4 separate regions of the Mus musculus genome follow, and all the other regions are linked to region 1. A link is a contact called in public Hi-C and promoter capture Hi-C data. All regions are on one chromosome and are shown on one strand. Each heading gives the region's core, a stretch centred on a gene start, on an enhancer-like site or on the middle of the called end of the contact. The rest is flanking DNA. Distances are from core to core; before and after follow the strand shown. Region 1 holds the start of Cln8 (CLN8 transmembrane ER and ERGIC protein). Region 2 holds the start of 5830468F06Rik (a long non-coding RNA gene). Region 3 overlaps Dlgap2 (DLG associated protein 2). Region 4 holds the start of BB014433 (expressed sequence BB014433).

Region 1 (3,704 bases), core at 1,101-3,600:
ATGAATGAAGTACTATGTGATGACGTAATGCTAGAGAGTGGCCACCCCTTGGAGCTAAGAAAAGCAGAGGCTCACAACAGCCAGGCAGAAACCTTGATGCTCCAACAGTGAAGATCATTGTGCTGTCTGGCTCTCCGACCAGAGGACATCTGACTGATTGCTGACCAGGCTGAATCAAGTTAAGGGGATCCAGAGGAAGAAGTTGCTCCCCCGAGCGAGGGACAGATTGGGAGCCTTGCCTGTGAGTCTCTCTGCCACTTACTTCTGAATCGGGTACCCCATGCGTGAGTTGTGGACTGAGGCTTGTCATTGGAGTGCTGAGCCTTGCCTATGAGCCTCTCTCTGCCATCTGCTTCTGAGTCACCATGCCAGTGTTGTGAACTGATGCTTGTCACTGTAGTGAATAAACCTTGAGGTCAAATGGTTATCTGGACTCTTTCCTTCCCAGCCTTAAGCTGGGCGTGACTAGCATGCTGACTCTCACATCTTAGCTCGGCACTCTCTGGTTACTCAAGGCAGGTACCCTCCCACACTGGCTGATACCCTTCCTTGACATATCATAGAGCAATAGATGGACTGTAGGCACGAGGATTCTCCTAACACTTTCAGAAATCACACACAGGCAGCTGGCCAAAGTATTTTCCCAGTGCCAAAAGACATGTATGCTTAACAAAGCTGAAAAGAAAACGTATAAGCCTGGAAATAGAGAACTGAAACCCGTTCTCCTCCGAGAGAGCCCTAAGCAATACCACGGGTTTGGGGGCACATGCTGAGTCAGTCTTTCTCTAGATAAAACGTTTCCTTTTTATTAACAGAAAGGAATAAACACACGGCAGCTGTTTACTCTGCCTTTGCCTTTTGCAGCACATCGGGCATGCCCCTCACTAATCCTGTCCCACGTGGTTCTCAGTGGCCTAAGAGAAACACTACTGGGACTTATTTACCTATCCACTAACTATCCTAGCCGGATTCTCCAGATTCTCACTATCCGAAGAGATTCGGTCCTGAATAGCACAGGGAGAGCTTTCAAGGTCTAGGAGCTTTGTTTCCATAACAACTAGCACCTAGAGGCTAGGGCGGGTCTACCAGAGCTTGGGTGGGTGTAGTGGAATCTCATATTTTCAGAATATCTGAGGTTTCCTTAATCATAGCCTTTCCCACTCTTCCTAGAGAAAAGTTTAAATAAAAAAATACAAAACACGGGAACAAGTCCAGTGTATAGCTACAGATTTCATACATAAACACGGTCAGAAAACAAATATCGATACCGACATGAATTCAAACAGTACTTAGGAGCAGCCACCTACTCTGTCATTCCGACGACTCTGAAAGCCTTCTAAAAGGGCTTAGGCACCCTTTTCTAAGGCAGCAGCACCCTAGCCCCAGGACCTCCCACGGTGTGCTGAGAGCTAGGGGTCCTTCCTATTCCCGCTCCCCTTCACTAAGTGCTGACACCACCCAGTCCTACCTCGCGGAGATCTGACCAACATCGCCTTTCACCCTCTGGTCCCATGATGATCCACACTCAAGTTCCTCATCCCCTAGCACTGTACAGACCTAGCCCAGCGACCGTGGTCCATCACTTTGCTGCCCCAAGTTCTCTTGCGACCCAGGTCGACCTATCCAGTCGGACCCAGTCTGAATCGTCCACCCGCGCCCACGGTGGCCCAGGACCTATACACCAAATGGAATGCTTCCTCCTCGGGTGGCCAAGCAAAGACTGCGCTGCTGCAGGCAGGTGTATACAGGGTGCCCTTCACGTCTCACCTGCATTCAGGTGAGCAGAAGGGGGGCGCCGCCTCTTGGTCCATCAGCTGCTTAGACTCGCTGTCCCAGGAGCTCCTGAGCCGTAGACACACCTCGTGACCGGAGCCAGATAGAATACCGGTCGCTGAGTGGCACTGGAGACTAGGGCCCCACGCCCATCTGTGTCCCCGCCTCAGCTGGGCACCCCGCTTTCAGGCCATCCCGCCCCTAGCACCGGAGAAATCACCCACGACAGTGTCGCGCGCTGAGCAAACACTATCCACTGCGCACGCGCACTGCTGAAGCCCTAAGCCTCGCCTCCCTAGGACGCTACCAAGGTAGACTCGGGGGGCACGAGTTGGGGTAGGATCATCCCATCCAGCGCCATGGGGGTGCCTGGAGCAGGCTACACAGTTCGCAGCGCGCTATGCTAGATTTGACTATCGTAGCTCAAGTTGGTGCTGGGACCTTAAGAGTGGTACGGAGGGATCAGTGGAGGAATTCCTCAACCCCCACCCCAACTGACCTTCCACGATCCTCTGTGTGGACCGTCCCCCAAGACCCTCCTACGTACACCCCTTCACTCCCTGTCCCTTCCCTCTTTCCTAAGTCCCTAAGGCCTCTGACGTCAGAGCGCAGAGGTGAAACGCAAGCGCACGCGTCTCCTGGTTGGTGCTGCCAGAGCTCCAGGCGACTGCATGGAGTCGAAAAACTTGCTCAGGCCGACAAAATGGACCGCACTGTGTCCCTTGCTACAGCAGCATTGTCTTCCAGGCGGTGGTAACCAGCTCCTGTCTGCACAAGTACAGTTCGGGCTTACGGTCCCTTAGGAAAAGGTGGCTGTGAGGCGTGTGCAGAGCTACCCTGTGCTCCTGCTAAGAGCCGAAGCTAATTCAGAGCCAGCATTATGAGAAGAGCAAAGACCTCCCGACCCATTCCATGTACCTACTAACCAAGCGGGGCTGGTAGGGTAGCGGTGAGAGGTGCGGAATCAGTCCCCTCTCTCTGAGCAGATAATCAGCACTTAGTACCCTCATCTACCTAGCATAGCAGGAAAACCAACCTGGCTCGGGATTCACGTCTGGCCTCAGCACTCCTTGTGCAATGTCTGCTAGTCAGGTGCTTGCAATTGCCTGGCCCTTATCTAGACAGGGCAATTGCCCACCCTACCCTGGATTGCAGACAGGTGGCCACATAACAGAGTCCTCCCTAGAGCCCTTTATCATACCATATCTTGATAATTAACAAGATAGCTGGTTTAAAAGACTAGAAGGAATAGCGTCCTGTACATACCCACCCTCCTGGTTCTGATATTGTCTCTGAACACCCAGGAATTGCAACATAGTTAACCAGGCCACCTGCAGAAATACCTTTGAGAAACATCACACAAGATGGATAGAATGGCTAATGAGCTGTGACTTCAGCCCTGTGCCCCTGTGACTTGTGATAAGGGTCCCTTTACAGCAAAGATTTTACACCGACGTTCAAGTTCTGTTATTTTCCTGAGGTTTCATCAATATTTGGTGCACCCCAGAGTCCATGGTTGGCACCTTAGTTTTTCCACTTGGCTGGTATGAGCAATAACATAGTTTCAAGACCACCCTAAGCTGCTTGAAACCCTGTGTCAAAATAACAAGAGAGATCTGGGTGTGTAAACAGCGTTTAGTAATACTGACCTTTGGCCAGGTGGAGATAGGAAGGTCAGGGGTTAAAGGTCATCTTCAGGGAAGGAGTTGATTTTAAGGTCAGCCTGGGTTAGACTGTTTACAAACACACCTTTCCTATCTGACCGCAGTTCCTGCATCATCACCTGCAAGTTTGCACCCCAGGCACTGTTTCCATCTGGCCAGCCTGGCTGGATGTCTCCTCTAAGCCCTCCTTAAGCCTCTCTTGTGTCAGGTTCCCACACCACACAGCTCACTCATCCATCCAGATGTTACAGTTGCCTGTCCCAGGCA
Region 2 (3,993 bases), core at 1,044-3,543, 130 kb before region 1:
AAGAAGAGTTGGGGGATATCAAACTTCCCCATAGGAGCAAGGCACCCATTACAGAGGCTTAAACTGGAAACAGAGCAGCCAGCCCAGAAGCCCCAGGTATGGCTTCCTGACAGCCTGTCTGTGGGAATGAGTGACTAAGCTGACACTGGCGTGAACCCACTTCCCTCCTGTCCTTGTGTAGAGCCATCAGGGAAGCAACGTTAGCTGTTGAATTGGAATAGCCACGTTGATATCAGAGTGTTAACTGTAAGCTATCCCAGCCTTAAGAACTTGTGAAAGTTTAAGCAAACAGAATAAAGAGAAAGACTCAGACCATTCCCATGAAATTCTAAACCAGACGGAGGTTTGAAAGTGGAAATTTCCCTGCTTTGTGGTTGGCTCTGGGCTGAGGAATTCCTTGGAGTGTCCAGCAGAGTGCTCTCACAATTCTGCTGCAGTAACTGAAGCCCTGGAAGCCTGCTCTTGACCTTAGGACAGACTCTTCTCAGTGAGGCAGCTTGAACAGGCAGGACCTTGCAGAAGCTTGGGGAGGGGAACGGGTGGTAAAGAAAGCCTCCTTACCTAGTCAGGAAAACATGCACGACAGCAAGACTTAATTATATACAATTTGCACGACATTTTCTCTGTGAGAGTATGACCTTTTAGACCTTAAAAGTGTGTAAACAACTCTAAGTTTCTGTTTGTTCATTTATTTACCATTTATATGAATCCAAAGCATCGGATAGTGTGTGACTTCCCAATGTGGACACTGGGCTATATGTTTAATGTGGGCATCAGTTTATTCCAAATTAAATGCCATGCTTCACTAGAATTCCAGTTATTTAAAAAAAAAATCCTTTCAGCTTATTACAGCCAACCCACTATAAGTTTGTTGATGGGCTTACAAACCTGAAGCAAACTTCAATGATATCATGTAAAGACCAACCTCCCCTCTGTCTCTCCCACATCACGACTATGTCCCCCACACCTATAAGACCACAAGCTCCCTGAGGAAAGTATCTTTGCTCCCCACACCTGGTGCTCCATAGTCAAGAGCCAATAAATGCAACCTGGCTCCTTGGGCCAGAAGACGCAGGACAGTATCTTTCCACTCTCTACACATTTTCCCCTCTACCCACCAGCACCCACCAGAGCCTTCCCCCTTGCAGCAGCTCTTGAGATCGATAGTGTGTGTCCACAAGTGCAAGATGGTGCTCCATGCAACGATGTGAGGTGTGTTATATCAGGGCAGGCAGCTTTGTTTAGCAACCTCCATTCTCCTGTGAGCCAAAATTCTTAAAAGCCCATGTTCCACGGTACCTGGGCCAACCACAGCTGGCCTCAGGTACAACAGCCAGAGGATGCCGATGTAGGATTATTTGACGCTCGCGTGGTACTGATGCTATGCATCTTCATCTCACTCATGAAGACGTGACACTCAGAAAGAGGAAGATCACTGTAATCTGTCTACCCCAGCAAGGAGCTGAGTTCATGTTAACTGTTGTGTGTGGGTAGAGTTACAGAGGCCACGTTCAGATCCAGCAGCCCATCACCATCATCCCCTGTTTTTCCTCACAGTTCCTACAACGAATGACAGGCACCACACTCTGACTTTCCTTGAACCTATAATCCTGACTTTCCGATGGACAGAGCAATCAGGAGTCAACTCGACAACAAGGGTGTCCTGTAAGCTGCTCATCAGCTACGTGGCATAGGACCCTCACGCACTCTGAAACCTCTGAGGGGCCCCTTGTTAGACACACAGGTCTGAACTTTTTATACGCCCTGCCATACTGTATGTCTACGACATTAATAGCTAATAAATCTCTTGCTTGAAAGGACAAGCCATTCAGTGCCCCCACCCCCACCACCCCAGGACCCTGAAACCTGAGACCTTTCATTAACGAGGGATATGAAAAAATAGATCATAAAGCACCCATATAAAAATGTCCCGAAGCATACAACGCACAACATACCCTATGATGTATGTGAGAGATGACAGGCCTCTCACAGAGTTGGTGACCGTACTGTTTGCTGGTGAAGCAGACCTCAGCCTCTTGTGGATAATAACTACACTGAACCCTCCTTTTTTTTTTTCCTCCCCTGAGACAGAATTGTACTCTACAGCCCATGCTGAACTTTACCCTACCACTCAGCCATGCCTGGCCTCAAGCTAGAGACCTTCTTGCTTCCCTAGTGCTGGGATTTACAGGTGTATGCTATCACACCCAACGTGTTTCCATATTCAAAGAAATAAACCTCTTTGCTTTTTTGTAATGATACCATTTGCAGATTTTAGAGCATAAAAGCCGTATCTTGAAAGTCTCAGATGTATCAAAACTAGGACAGTGAAGCTTGGTCGTAGCTTTGTGAAGTTTTTTTTTTTTTTTTTTTGGTTTTTTGTTTGTTTGTTTGTTTGTTTGTTTTTAAAGCACAATATTTAAATTCCTCTCCCAAACGCTCATCCCTAACTGTTCTAACGCCACCATCTGAGCTCTCATAGGTTTCTCCACTCCCCTTTTATCCCCCTGCCTGGCCACAGTCACTGAAGAGCCACTGACATGCAGAACAACTGATATGAAGAGAACTGTATGCAGGGACAATGCCAAACACCCCAAACCCAAGAAACAGGAATCTCAACTCCCACTGTACAAGCAAGGAGGCTGGTGATTGGGGTAGGGGCTCTTCTCCAGCTCTCTGACTCACTGGCCAGTGCCAAGGTTGGAGTTCTCAGAAGCTCACGGGTGCAGCTGAACTCCAAGGATGTCAGCATTCTCTGAGAAAGTGTGATGCTGAGAGAGCACTTTTCACAGGGGAGATGGCTTTAAAGCCATCCACGCCCAAAGTCAAATCGCTGTGGACAGACAACTCAGGATCTACAGGTGCCTCTGGGCTCACGAGCTAGAGCTGGCTGACACGGTGCAGCCTGAGTGTGTCTAAGGTGCCCCTGCTGCTGTTGCACAAGCCTTGCACACTTGTCCCTTGTGAGCTGGGACTCCAGGAAGTTGACATCCCGACTGGTTATCTCAGCTCTAGAATAGAAGCACTGAGTCTAGTACATTCTGACCTTTTATTGTCCCTTTGGCCCCGATGGAATGCTAGTCACAGAACTATGTTTGCTACCACGTTATGGCAAGCTCAGCGTAGACCTTGAGGTCATGAGAGACTTGATGGTAGGCTTAGGGCGGCACCAAAGAAAGCATTTTTCCCCAGTAGGCTTTAAGCTGGGACTAAGGGGAAACTTTCCCTGGTTGGGGTGTGTGTGTGTGTGTGTATGTGTGTGTGTAACATGCAAGTAAAATGATCTAAGAAATGGAAAGAGAGAGAGAGAGAGAGAGAGAGAGAGAGAGAGAGAGAGAGAGAGAGAGAGAGAGAGAACACTAGACTGGGCCTGGTCCCAAACCTGCTTTATCTGGTTTGCAGGCATCTGAGGTCTGGGCGCTGCATACCACCAGCACCCATCAGGTATGCTCCCACAGCCGTGGCCACCAACACAAGCTCGCAGGGGACTAGCAGAACAGCTAGCTACCACAGTCTTCAGACAGGAAACGTCCTGTGCTCAGAGGTATTAGGTGCATGGTCTCAAAGGATCGGACAAAGCCCAGCAGTGCTCCGCAACTGTCCCTGCCCAGTCTGCGGGTGGCCTTGGCGAGGACAGCTGAGGCAGCTGGCATTCCTAGTCCTTAGTTACCAAGCCCATGTGAGCTAACTCATGACACTGAGTTATTTCAGAGAAATTTCATATTCTCTGAGAGCATCACCTGACCTGGAAGTCAGGTTCTATCATGACGTCCTAGGTCTTGTGTTCCTTACAGAATATCCTGAAATCCTAAGTGTTTGCCCTTCTTGGTGACTCAAAGAAAGCTGGAGAAATACAGAGCACAAACACCCAGAATCACTAAGACCTGGGGGAAAGGGGCACGGACTGTAAGTCTGCCTCACATTTATAGCTGTGACATCCAATCCCTGGCAATGTCTGGGTCGGTCAGCCTGATTGTCACCTCTTCTGTGACC
Region 3 (3,643 bases), core at 293-2,792, 250 kb after region 1:
ACAGATGCTGTTGAGATCTACTGGTGCAGGCTTATGAGGTAGAGGGGAGAAAAAGGAAGAAGATACCGGGAAAGTGGAGGGGTGTACTGGCTGGTTTTGTGTGTCAACGTGACACAAGCTGGAGTTATCACAGAGAAAGGAGCTTCAGTTGAGGAAATGCCTCCATGAGATCCAACTGTAAGGCATTTTCTCAATTAGTGATCAGTGTGGGAGGGCCCATTGTGGGTGGTGCCATCCCTGGGCTGGCAGTCTTGGGTTCTATAAGAAAGCAAGCTGAGCAAGCCAGGGGAAGCAAGCCAGTAAGTAACATCTCTCCATAACCTCTGCATCAGCTCCGGCTTCCTGACCTGCTTGAGTTCCAGTCCTGACTTCCTTTGGTGATGAACCAAGGTGTGGAAGTGTAAGCTGAATAAATCCTTTCCTCCCCAACTTGCTTCCTGGTCATGATGTTTGTGCAGGAATAGAAACCTGACTAAGACAAGGGGGAAGGAGGTGTGTGGAGGTACGCCATGTTTACAGAATGCCTTTGTCTGTCCAGATGCCTCACATTCTTTTGTAGCTTTTCAAGGCTGTGTGACTGTTATGCAGAAGGGTTACAAGCCCCCACCCCTGAAGAGAGCTGGCTCTGCAGGTGGTGAGAACCCGGTCTGACTGTGTGTGTCCTACCCATGACTCTAACTCAGGTATTCCTTGAGTGTCTCCATCACTCAGCCCCAATACAAGGGTCCTCTCCATAGTCTATGGCTGCTGGGGACACATAGCAAATCTTCTTGGGAGCCAGTCTGTCTGCTCCATGTTTAATTAGGGTCAGCCTGAGTAAGAAGATGGCCCAGCCGAGCTGTGGACAGTTTCATCCCAGCAAATAGCCCCATCTTAACTCTCCCAAGCTTTACCCCAATGTCCGAGCGCAGACCCAACTGGGCACTGTTTCTTCAATGACCTGCAAGAAATGGTTTGGAAAAAAACAAACAAACCAGGGCTTGGTAAGTTTCCCACTCTGCTTTTCTTCTCTGAAGAAAACCCCATATTTGCGTATAGGGTTTGAGCGTGTGGCTCTCAGGGCAGAATCATTCCCTGTTTCTGATAGGTCTAGGGTTCCTGGGAGCCCCAAGTCAGTCCCAGCTTACACTCTCCTGGTGAGAAGCAGGGCAGCACACAGGCCTGCTCTACCTGCTGCCCAAGTGGCTTCATCTCCCAGCACAGAAATCCAGTTTGGGTTCTCCTCTGCCTGTGATACAGTTCTGAGCATCTCGCCTGGATGTATGTTTGAAGAAGGCCAGACTGCCCAGTCTGCCGCTTGCAGTGTCCAGAGGTCAGGAGTTCTGCTGAGTTGATGACAACTCTGCACTAAGCGTGTGGGCTAGCTGGGTGACACCCAGGGCTCACAGGCCATCAAGTGTGACTGGCTGACAGTGTCATCCACGTCTTTCTAACGTAGACTTATGGGCTGGTTCCAGAGTCCTTCTACAAAGTATTCTTTGAAATGTGCTGTAGTACCAGGCCCTGGCCAGCTGTCTGTGCAGTGAGACCCTGGGGAGCCAGCGAACACACTTGTTTACTCTCCGCCAGAGTCATGTGCAGCCCGTGGCTGGCCCTGCCTCACAGTGAAAACTGCACAGGAACCCTCTCAAGAGATCTAAAACAGGCAGAGTGATTGGGGGCTTATATCCAAGGAAATCTTTTGAGAGTTTAGAGCCTAAAGTCATTAGATCTTATGGAACAAGAGAGCAGGGAATTGGAATTTACTTCACGGTCTGTCTGTCCCCCCTTGCCTGCTTCTGAGAGCTCGGACAATTGCTGTTGAAAGTCTGTAGGGGGGTGAAACCTGGTTGGATCATAGGGTGCTGTCTATACAGAAGGACACACAACCCTTGACATAGGAATCTGAGTATTCATGGGCTAGTTTCATGTCCTTGGCACAGTCAAGTCACACCTCATGATCCAGATTCCCAGGTCCCAGCACTGGGTTATGATAGCCCACTACTCTGAATCAGATCTCAGAGCACAGAGGGAATTCCAAGTATCTGCAGGCAACAGGCAGTGGGGTGAATGGGCCACGGCTGCCCCGTTCTTTTGTTCCCCCAAATCACAACATTGCCAATATGATGCATACAGAAGAGAGCAGCGTGGTACAAGTACTTTCAATATGATGCCTTAAAACATGTACTTTTTTCCCCATTAATAAACAGTCCTGAATTTAGAAATATAAAAAGAAGATAAGGTTTAATAACTTCAACATCTTTCACTCGCCTCTCATCTCTTTTGTCCCTCAGACAGCAGTTTTAAAAGAATATGTCCCCCGGATCTTCACGGGGCAATTAAAAACAAATGTTTAGACAAGGCCCGTCTCCTCAACAGGGCTCATCTATGGCCTCTAACCCCTTGAATTCAATGTGTGCAGCCTGTCTGCGTGTTTATCTGAAGCTTGGAGCAGCTCTGGAACGCAGAGGCCATTTCTCAGGCTAAATTTGGCAGCCGCTTTTGTGGAGAAAGCAAAACAAATCCGTGAAGAATGTTATGTGTGGCAGTCTTCGTTTCACAGCTGATCTTCACAAATGTCTTCGCCAAGGGGGGATGGGTGGGGACAGACATCTGTGCCTGTCACAAGGGTGTGTGCGGAAACTGTACTGCAGGTTCAGAATACCAGGTTCAAGTCCTCCTGATCTCTGTGCGGTGACTAGCCTGTCTGAAGGCTGTGGGATCGGGGTTGCTGACAAGCATCAAAGAGCTTATGGGATGGATGTAATGGCGGTCATATTTTGTAGATGGAGTCACCACACACATAAAGAACAACTGAAACAGGTGATTACATTATATAACATATAGTATGGAGAGAAGCAAATGTTTGCCTGGCCTTCTTAGTTATATGTATCTCATATATGTATATATGTATATGCATATGTATGTGTATGTGTGTATGTATGTGTATGTATATGTATGTGTATACATACACATACATACACAAATATACATATACATCATATACATATATATGAGACCAAGGCCTCACTGTAAACCTGCCAATGTGTCAGGTGACCACAAATAGGAAATAGGTCACTAACAACTCATAGTCTGAGGGTTCATCACCTTTGCCCTTGGAGACAGCTTTCGTGGAGAAAGCCTGAGCCTCAATGGTAGAAAAATCACCCATACCCCCTGCTTCTTTTCTTGGTTCCCCACTACTGGGGGAGGAGTGTTGATCCATGCCCAGCAAGGGGACTGAACCTACCCACTTGGATGCTGAGAGCTGTTTCTATCTGTCAGCATCCCATCAATAATCATGGGGAATCAACAGAAATATATCCGTACCCTACTACTAAAATAATAATAATAATAAAAATGTAAAGATAGTGAGGTTTAGTCTTTAAAGGAGTTCTAGAAATGAATCAATGCATGAACACAGTGATTCTAGTGATATGTTGGGCAGGAGATCTGATGGTTACGAAAGGCTGATGACTGACATTTTCCTTCCCAGGAGCTATAAACTGTATTAAGGTAATGAAGCTAGCTACTTTGGCTTAACATCTTGGAGTTCACAGTCATGCCCAGGTCGAAACCCTTCCTCTGTCCTCAGTGTAAGTGGGCAGGTGTGCTGGGCTCTTTCCAAATGAAGAGCCTCAGACAGCAGAAATGGTGATACTTT
Region 4 (3,574 bases), core at 1,038-3,537, 160 kb before region 1:
GACAGGCTCATTCTCAGATATGGGCTCAAGGAGTCCTGTTCCCTATCTTAGTGCAGAGCAACTGTTATTGATGTGCAGGGACCCTGCAGCTCCTGTATGAATGCCTGCTGATTTGTTGCTACACCTGGAGCCCACCGGCTACGGGGAAGTGAGACAGACAGACAACAATACTGCCAAGAAAGTGTATGTGTGTTAGGGATGGGGTTGACATCCCATGATGCATTGTGGCCAGACACTCACCTCCCAGATCGGTGACCCTGGATGACATGCAGGTACAACTTTCTCACCAAAGAACGGGTGAGTATGAAGTGGAAAGATGAGTGATTTCTCAGGTCTTCCTCTCCCGCATGCCCCCGAATCAGTCATAATTAGGGGGTTGGTCATCTACAACAGAGCCGCTCTGAGACTAAAAAGATCGACTGTTAATAACCAGTGCATGCCCAGAGATCCAGACATCTGCCACCCTGACCACAACCAGTTGACCTACACAGCAGAAACACCCAAGAATGTGTGTCTAACCTTACACCCGTGGCTCACCGTGTCAGATTGATTGGTAGAGAGCCAACTAAGAAGCATGCCTCTGGATAGGTCTCTGTGTGTGTGTTTCAGGAAGGTTCAGTTGAGGTAGGGTGTCCCACTACAAATATGGGAGTGCTATTCCATGGACTGGGGTTCCAGACTGCATAAAGAGGAGAAAGCAGGCTGGTCAACAGCGGCCATCTCCCTCTGTTTTCTTACTGCTGATGCAAACCTCCCCTCCACTAAGAACTATGTATCCTCTCGAATTGTAGCTGTGTATCCTCCCAAGCAAGCCCTCCCTCCCTTAGGGCTTTGTCAAGTGTTTTCACTCACCAGCAAGGATCTGACATACTCACTAACTTCGAGCAATTGAGCAAATTATTTTCAAAAAATCATGAATGATCCTAGCACAGCCCAAAGAGCCCTTCTCTCCCTCTTCCCTCTTAATGGCCACTACTGCAGTATCACCTTTGTTCACAAGAGGGCACACCAGCCACCAGAAATCTTTTCTTCCCTGGGCACTCTCCTGGCTGTGAGCTCTTTTCAAGAAGAGCTCAACAATAGTGTGCAAAAGAAAGAAAAAAAGAAAAGTCTGGAACTTGAGTGTTGTTACCCATAATCCTTTTTAATGTGGAATAAAGTTCCATTACTCCTGACCCCGGGGCTGGCAAGTCACAGTAATTGTGTCTGACACATCCTGGGGCATGATAGGCAGCACTGTTTCTATGATTTTTAGAGGACTGTACAAACAAGACCAAGAAAAACCTTAGAAACCTTTTATTTTTCCTGTTGAGAGCTGCCTAGTTTGTCTACTTGCTAATCCCAGCTGCAGAGGAGGTTTTAATTATGAGTAGCTTGTTTTCTTCTGGCACAAAGAATGTAGGGTGGTATAGGGAGTGTAGGCTAAGTATTAGGAGGTAACTCCTCCAAAGAACACAGGGTCCCTTCAAGCCAATAGAAATTCTTCACTGGCCAGTAGACCTAAACCGTGGAGCCCTGAGCCCTACAGTTCTTTGTCAGCGTGCACAAAAATTACATCCTGGTTGTCAAGCTTTGGTTAGCAAGAAGACAACAACAGATGCCAAAAAGCAAGGTTGGTATATTTAGGAACTTTCCCAGGTCCTGTACTATGGGCTGGCATAGGTTTTTGGTGGATTTGGTCTTAGTACCCATTCTGGCAGGCATTGGGGCCTACATACCCAGTTTTAAGGTCACGATAATGTCTCTAACATGACATCAGATGTCCTAAGGTCTTAGGATGTACTAAGCTCTGGGGGCCTGTTACAGTAAGAGATGATCTACAAACACCCAGGCCTGGATTGTCACTCCCAAATGGGTCCCAAAGTCGCTTCAATCTGAGATGTCCCTAGCCCTGTCATATAAAGTATCCTTTATGATGATAAGAGCCCAGACTTGTACTATGACCACTCTGATATCTGCGGGAGAGGGAGGACTCCATACACACTTTAAAACCCATTCAGCACCCTGCATCTGATGTGAGTTTGTCCCATGACAGGACTTCAGAGTCAGGAAGCTGTGGGGTGTGGAGTCACGTGAGCTGTGGAGGTCCACCCAAGGACACTGAGAGACAGTGAGAAGCCAACGGGGCTTTCGAGATGGAACAGCCTTGCTCTACGTGAACCTAGACGTGGGAACAAAGGCTTCCGAAGCCTTGGAAACCATGGGGAAAGAATGCAGTGCTGACCCTGGGAACAAACATAAATTCCAGGTTCTAATAGAAGGAAGGTTCTGGGCGATGACTTCTTTGTTGAACCCAACATTCCCGTGCCCTGTTGACGCACCCCTCTACGGAGCCAAGATCTGTTGGCACAGCCCTCTGCGGAGCCATGCTAAGAACACCATGAACTACAAATTGAGGGTGAGCTCAAGCCTGCTGGTAAGAAACAACCAAAGAAACCCACTGTCTCTAGACTTTCCCAGAAGCAGAATTCTGTGCTGAAGTAGTTGACCCATACCTGTTAGCGCTACTTAAATACGAATACATTTTTATCATGTCACCGCTCATGTGACATGCTCGTAAAATCTACTCATCTCTCTGCCATGGGTCTCGTATAAACCCAGAAAGACAAAGTGATTCTAAAGATGGTAAAGAACTTCCCATTACTGCAGATGTGGAAACTGACCCACACAGAACCAGCAGCACCCTCACCTGCAGCTCCTGGAAACCCAAGTCTACCAAGTTTAGCCTCCAGGATACCCACAGACATGTCTCTTCACTGGACCAAGGTGTGAACAACTCCCTTGGCTTTTCCTGTATTCTTATGCACCTAGGCCCTGTACTGTGTAGGACAGGATGGGTTGCTGTTTGCAGACAGAGTCCTCGTAAGGAAAGGGTGCACAGATACACCAGTGGCAAGGATAACATACTTGATGCTCTTGACCTAAATAATAATCAGAGACATTCAGACAGACAGACAGTCTTCAGGACATTGATATTGAGAGCTGAATGGGCTATTGTGGGAACAGGTATACCCCAGAAAGTCATGATTGTGGGCAAGGGATAATTTCTATAAACAAAATGAATTATGTCTAGCATCTTGAAACCATCTTCCTTGGTCACAGACTATCAAGGGAAATGCCACCCAAGGCTGAGTGGGCCATTTGGGGATAAACATCCTGAAAGGGTTTTCTGGACAAAATTCTGGTTCTGTAGCCAATGCAATGGTTCTACATCTTGGTGAATACAAAGTCAAAGCAAATGCCAGCATGAAATGAAGTAGAAAGATATATTACCTGCAGCAGGAAGGGAAGGGCAGGCAACCATTTCCAAAGCATCCAATGCCTTCCTCTGGGGAAGTGCCTGGAGCTGTTCGGCAAGCCAACAACACCTATGCAGTGGAGAGGGGGCCCCATCCTGAACGTGCTTAGTTAATGCTGAGTTGAACTCCTGCGCATGCTCAATTTAAGGTTATCATTCAGAAAGAAAGATGTAGATGTATTTCTGGGCATGCTCTGGTTTATAGATAGGGCACATAGGAGCCAGGTAGCATGCTGGGCATGTGACATAAACCTTCTGAAGGCTGAGTTAATATAG

Evidence for each region. Hi-C and Micro-C count contacts between places; a contact is called where the count stands out from the background. Capture Hi-C pulls out chosen DNA fragments and counts their contacts.
Region 2: a contact with region 1 is called in a promoter capture Hi-C map of adipose tissue. The contact joins the promoter of 5830468F06Rik here to the promoter of Cln8 in region 1. A contact is called at or near these places in 1 of 39 promoter capture datasets (maxillary cranial neural crest), 7 of 484 Hi-C or Micro-C datasets (B cells, CD4 T cells, CD8 T cells and 3 more), 9 of 115 datasets of contacts at active chromatin or transcription factors (CD8 T cells, effector CD8 T cells, embryonic stem cells and 3 more) and 3 of 9 other capture datasets (adipose tissue, liver and pancreatic islet).
Region 3: a contact with region 1 is called in a Hi-C map of muscle stem cells, with 1.8 times the contacts expected there. The contact joins the enhancer-like site here to the promoter of Cln8 in region 1. A contact is called at or near these places in 1 of 39 promoter capture datasets (cranial neural crest), 1 of 484 Hi-C or Micro-C datasets (muscle stem cells) and 1 of 9 other capture datasets (pancreatic islet).
Region 4: a contact with region 1 is called in a promoter capture Hi-C map of liver. The contact joins the promoter of BB014433 here to the promoter of Cln8 in region 1. A contact is called at or near these places in 13 of 39 promoter capture datasets (the 3T3-L1 cell line, 3T3-L1-derived adipocytes, cranial neural crest and 8 more), 1 of 15 datasets of contacts at CTCF or cohesin (large pre-B cells), 10 of 484 Hi-C or Micro-C datasets (CD4 T cells, CD8 T cells, embryonic stem cells and 3 more), 6 of 115 datasets of contacts at active chromatin or transcription factors (T-cell acute lymphoblastic leukemia, embryonic limb bud, embryonic stem cells and 2 more) and 4 of 9 other capture datasets (adipose tissue, embryonic stem cells, liver and 1 more).

The regions. Positions count from the first base shown.
Region 1 is chr8:14,887,182-14,890,885 of GRCm38.p6, reverse strand. Cln8 (CLN8 transmembrane ER and ERGIC protein) reads right to left here and starts at 2,350. Exons shown (of 3, transcript NM_012000.3): 1 at 1,768-2,350.
Region 2 is chr8:15,019,897-15,023,889 of GRCm38.p6, reverse strand. It overlaps 5830468F06Rik (a long non-coding RNA gene), which reads left to right and starts at 2,293. Exons shown (of 2, transcript XR_003947516.1): 1 at 2,293-3,993. All of the region lies in intron 1 of Kbtbd11 (kelch repeat and BTB (POZ) domain containing 11), which reads right to left.
Region 3 is chr8:14,637,085-14,640,727 of GRCm38.p6, reverse strand. The region is part of intron 4 of Dlgap2 (DLG associated protein 2); the gene reads right to left. Among named protein-coding and RNA genes, the nearest start is that of C030037F17Rik, 130 kb to the left of the region's middle. Within about 2 kb of position 1,542, at least 53 of the 459 cell types and tissues checked have an H3K27ac peak or open chromatin away from gene starts, as enhancers often do. A contact at or near this core is called in muscle stem cells, where this site is marked.
Region 4 is chr8:15,044,791-15,048,364 of GRCm38.p6, reverse strand. It overlaps BB014433 (expressed sequence BB014433), which reads left to right and starts at 2,287. Exons shown (of 2, transcript NR_037972.1): 1 at 2,287-2,398.